Linked DNA regions of Anser cygnoides: region 2 is linked to region 1. The links are chromatin contacts, called in public Hi-C maps. All regions are on one chromosome and are shown on one strand. Each heading gives the region's core, a stretch centred on a gene start, on an enhancer-like site or on the middle of the called end of the contact. The rest is flanking DNA. Distances are from core to core; before and after follow the strand shown.

Region 1 (2,700 bases), core at 48-2,547:
TGGGGGCAGTGAAAAAAACAAAGGAAAAGATAGACACTAATATGATATAAATCCATGAAGAGTTGCCACAGCACTATGTTTAAATATCAGTGAAGTGAGCTATTTCTCAAAATGTCGGAAACCAAAGATTTCACCCTTCCAACTCAGTCAGTATTATTAACCTTTGATTTCCTAGAAGTTCAGATGAGATCCCTGGAGATATTTTATCAGTGTGGAGTCCAGAAAGTTTTTCCTTGTGCAATCATGAGTCAAGAATATAATTACAATAGCCAGAAATGTAGACTCAGGAAACCTGTTCAGCTAAAAATGGAGATAGTTATAACCAGGGATTGAAATGATCATAAAAATGATCATAAAATTTCATTTATTTTTTCAACCACTAAGTTAGAAGAGGAAATTGAGACAACTCCAGATGCAAGCTCAGCATCCCCTTGTTCTGTTTAAAGATAAGGATATTAAATACACATCGTAATTACCCAAGCAGAATCCATAATGTAGATCAATAGTCTTACTGCTTCAGAAACACTAGATTTGATGAGTATGAAGTGTAGCTAATAGACAAATTTCATACCAATAAAGTCTCCATTTCTCATGTCTGTATCTGCATATATTAATTACTGATAATTAACATGCTAATTAACCTCTTAGAATTCAACAAAAATCATCATTCTTCGATATTTATGTCATATCTAACTATGTCTGCTACAGAAGACATGAAAAATCTCAGCAATTTTAGGATCACAATGCAGGTCTGGCTTTAAGGGTTAGGGCAAGGCAAAGTGTTTTCTTTCTGCCCCTAAATTCTGACTTTCAGGTTTTGTAATTTGTCAAACCTTAGAGGTTCTGTCTTCTTTTGTTGTATCTTCTGATATACCCCATGTAGTGGCACATAGTATATCCTCCTACAAATGTATATTACTTTACATGTAAGCGAAGAATTGAGAGCTAAGTTCCTAGGTACTTTTCTAAGCTATTAAATGTGAATTGTTTCCTGGTTGTTGGTTTAGGGTAAAGGCATTTGTTAGAAACTAGGACTGGCAATATTTTCCCCCTAAAGGTACTTCTGGCACACATTTTTTGTTCCAATTATTGATATTCTGAAAGATCCTCCAAGTTAGCCCCTCCTTTCCGAGGTCCAGGAAGAAAAAGAAAGTCCACTGAGAACAGGGTGATCACACAACTCCTTCCATGGCTATTGCTGCTGGAGGTGAAATGAGGGGCTCAAGAGTGTATTTTGGCAAACTGAAGTGATTCTCCTCTCTATGCGTTATGTCCTGGGGAATAAAAACACTTGCAATCTCCAGACTGCCAATCTCCATCTGACACTTAGTCAGTGGGATTTGAGGTGGAAAGAATAAACACAGACGGTTAGAGTCCAGTCTTTGACCCCAGGAACGGCTGGAGACTTCTGGCTTGGATTTTGTAGTCACCTACTGCAAACCAGCTGTAATACGTCTTTTAAAATTTCAGGTCTTCCAAGTTGAATTGGGTATGTTTATTAAATGTACTGCTTACCCACCTCTCTTTCACAAGCGCAGCAGTCTAGTGCCCTTTGTAAGCCTTGCACAGAAGGTACAAAGTTCATGCTCAGATTCCATGCCTTCCGTTGATGATTTTCCACAATATTGCATAATTCTACCCAGAGTTGTTCTAAACAGATTTAAAGCCTGTCCCTTATTCAGGGAACTTCCAGTATAAATATGAGAGAGAAAAAGCACCAAATCACGGAAAGGATATCAGAGCAAGACAGGAAGCACAAGTGATTGTTGATAAAAAGGACTGTTTGCTGGAGGTGGCAAAGGAGCAGGTAATCAGACACTGCATCCTTGGATCACAGAATGTGCCAGGTGGCCATGAACCCCGGGGTTTTGGCTTGGCCACTGCAGAGATAAGGCCAGCTGCAAAGCTTGGATCCCAATCAAATGTTTGCAATCCAAACACCCTGAGAGTTGGGGTTATTTGGCATGGGCCCATGTCTAGTTTATATTAATGTTTATTGCCCCTTGGCCATTTGGAAACTAACTTTCATAATTCACACCTCAGCAGTGCACGTTTGGCTGTCCTGATGGCAGGCTACAAATGCAACTCTGCTATCTAGCAGCACTCCTTTCAGCTCTGTGAAGCTGCCTTGCATGTGGCTTACATATTACAGCTGACAAGGGATGAATGACAACTTCATGGCTCACTGTTAGAAGCTTAGCCAAAAAGGTACAAAAGGCGTGTCTCCTGCTAGGGCTTTCATCTTTCACACCCACTCAACACTTTTTACAGTAATTCTTTGGGTGAGAAGATCACTGTCCTCTTTGCTTGCCTTCCTTTCCACAAGTCTCACTTGGCACACTGGCTATCGACAGCTGTTTCATTGGCTCCTTGGTTGCATGACTTAGAGGTTTAAGAGGGCTCTAAACTGATTGCTTTCCTCTTAAATATGGCTTAGACCTATCCTGTGATATTGAAACCTTCCTGTTAATGGTACTTAAAGATTGGAATAGATTCACCATCCACTTTATGCTCGTCAAATAACAAGACCAGAAGAGACCAGTCTGGAATCATGCTCCTTGGAGCAGCGGGAGAAGCCAATCATCATAATGAATAAAGTTACTTCAATATCTCCAAAAGATGAAGAATTCAGCCCAAGATCCTCCTGTTTCATTTTATTCCTCTGGCAAAAATTATATTTTATTAACTGGACTTTTACAT
Region 2 (2,720 bases), core at 190-2,689, 800 kb after region 1:
AGGGTCTGCATTTCACCCAGGGATCCTCCAGCTGTTTTGGGAGCAGCAGTGGCTCCAGCCCAGCTGAGGCCACCTCAGGGACTCGTCTGCCGGCTCTGCTCCTGAGCACTGACAGACTCATGCTGCGCTTTGCCTGCTGCTGGAGGCCACAGGCAGTGCTGGCTTGTGATTCCTCCCTCCTGCTTGTAAGCACACCCTCACCGATGTAGGGGGGGTTCCCCAGGCTACCTACAGACTTCTGCCCTATGGGCTGCAGTACTGCTTGGGATAAAAAAGACATCCCAAGCTATGGTCCTGTCTCAGCATCCTTCCTTCATCCACCTCCGACCACTCACCCTCCTATTCTGTGGCACGCATGGGGTGCTCTGCAGGAATCGTGCAACCCTCTACAGCGCCTGCTCCCACAGGAACCTCCCTCTAGCAGGAGGGACACCTTTGGTTTCTTTATCAGAGCTGACGTAACGATGAGTATTCTACAGGAAAACCGATCACACCTATTTCATACATTGTTCTAGAGATTTTTCTGGTGAGAAAAAAATGAAAAAGGACAATCACTTGTTCTAGAAAACAAATATAGTGAAGCATCTGCTCCAAAGATTTATCCTTCACATCACATTATATGGGATTTTTCTCCGGACATCTGTCCTTTGGTTCACACACCTGCGTAAAAGGCATTTAACACATTTTCAGTTGTGATAATTATTGACTCTTTACACCGGCACTTTAAAAAGTTAAAACATTGCTATTTTTAATATCTTGTGACTTCTTGGAATGCCAGCCAAGAATTTTTCAATAGCTGATGTTGAAATCACTGCGAGGTAAAACACTAGAATAATGAAAGGCACGATCTATTCCTCTCAGTTCCTCTAGAAATCATGCTAGCTTCCTAATAGCCAACGTACCACAATGTAATCTTTTTAAAGCTTATTAGGAAACTGTTAATATTATTTAGAAAACATTATTCCAAACAAAATATTCAAAATATAATGATTTCACCGCAGACTGAGTTCCAGAAAGACGTTAGTATTTCTATAGTAAAATTAAGGCTGGTGCAAAAGACTGAGTTTACCACCATGCAGATGGCAGGCCAAGGACAGAGCTGTTAGTTTACGTGACACATGGACCCGAGATGCAGTTTCTCCCTTGGTATAAGACAAACAGAGAGTGCACAGCCAGTACAGGCTCTCCATTTCCACCAGCCATCCTGTGCCGGTGCTGACATGGCCACGTCTGCTGGATCAGCCATGTGATTTTGCTAATAACAAACACCCCAATTAGTTTTCAGGCAGACAGGCTGACTGCTCCAGCTGGCTGTAGCTCCCCATGAGCACCAGGGTGATGCAAGAGGTGGTGAGAAGGGGCAGCCAGTGAGGCCAGCGGCTGTCCTTGTGGGAAGCAGCTCAGCCTCCACACACAAAACACGACCTTTAGCCTGTGACTCACTTCCAACGTGCGGCTGATCAGACAGCAAATCACCAAACGCTGGCTCTGCCTTGGGTCAGCTGTTCTTCTCGCCCTTCGGCATCAGCTGATTCACTGTTGTGGTTTGGTTTTCTGCTCGTGCTGGTTGCCCAGACTGGCTCGCTGGGAGATCAGACGATCACCAGCAGAAAGCAGCTGGCAGTGGCCTGGCACCATCGTGGCCGCTCTGGAACATGAAGACAGCACCCTCACCTTCCCTGCTAAGTAATGGGGTATTGCACCCCATGGCCCTGCGGGAACTAATAAAGATCCGGTCACCTAAGAAATCAAGTGCTCAATACTACAGATCTAGGAAATCAGACTCACCCTGGTACCACTTTACCTCTCTTGGGCCTGGCCCCAAAAGCAAGCAATCCCGAAGCAGTAATTAAGCCCAGTTACAATTCAATCCTCATCACTATGCTGAAGATGTCTGCTTCTGCATCACTAAATGAACAGAGCAACTGTGACTTCCCACTGCTTGGATAAGCAAGGACGTAGTTAAGAAGCAGCTAAAACCCAGCTGCTCAGCTAATTAGAACAGCTCGCATTGATCAGTGTAGGGAGATGGTTTCAGAAATGGCTTTCTAGCTATTGCTTCAGCCACTTATTCCATATTCATGTGCTTGTCACTGTCGTACTTGGAGACGGTATTTCAGCCACCGAACCTTCAATTTTATGGCAGGACACTGGAAGGAAGTAAAAGCAGATCAAAGCAGCAAATGATAACATTTCACCCACTGATCCTTGCAGCAAACTGCAGTCATCAACATGCAACAGCTTCCACACTTAACAATGTCCAGCTTAGATCTTGAAGCTAAAACACCCCAAATTTTAGTGTGAATCTGAATCACTCAGTTCATGTGTATCCCAAATTAACACTTTCCTGATCCAGAGCTACAGACACGCTAGACAGAATTCCCCTTTTCACTTTGCATTTTCTTTCAGACAACCTGAGCTGCACTGCACCTTGCCCCAAAGAGGACTGCATGCACTTGCCCATTCCAGAAAGACAAATTGTCAGAGCATTATTCAAGTTATTCTCAGTCTTCGTTGTCTATTTACGGATTTTGTCTCCCATCAAAATGTGTATGACAAGAACGGAGGGCCCTGCTTATTGAAGAGTTTGGCCCTTCTGTAACAGTCAAGAATCTACGATCTAACCTATTTATCAACAATTCGTACTCACTTCTGTGATACCTCTGCAAATATGTCTCGATGGAAATTGAGAAATAATATTGCAAATACTTTAATGACAA

Evidence for each region. Hi-C and Micro-C count contacts between places; a contact is called where the count stands out from the background.
Region 2: a Hi-C map of liver shows a contact between it and region 1, with 16 times the contacts expected there. The contact joins two enhancer-like sites. A contact is called at or near these places in 2 of 7 Hi-C or Micro-C datasets (both in liver).

What each region holds. Positions count from the first base shown.
Region 1 is chr4:45,994,769-45,997,468 of Taihu_goose_T2T_genome, forward strand. No RefSeq gene overlaps it. Among named protein-coding and RNA genes, the nearest start is that of IQCM, 160 kb to the right of the region's middle. Within about 2 kb of position 1,298, at least 2 of the 3 cell types and tissues checked have open chromatin away from gene starts, as enhancers often do. A contact at or near this core is called in liver, where this site is marked.
Region 2 is chr4:46,796,097-46,798,816 of Taihu_goose_T2T_genome, forward strand. All of the region lies in intron 2 of SH3D19 (SH3 domain containing 19), which reads right to left. Among named protein-coding and RNA genes, the nearest start is that of SH3D19, 34 kb to the right of the region's middle. Within about 2 kb of position 1,440, at least 3 of the 3 cell types and tissues checked have open chromatin away from gene starts, as enhancers often do. A contact at or near this core is called in liver, where this site is marked.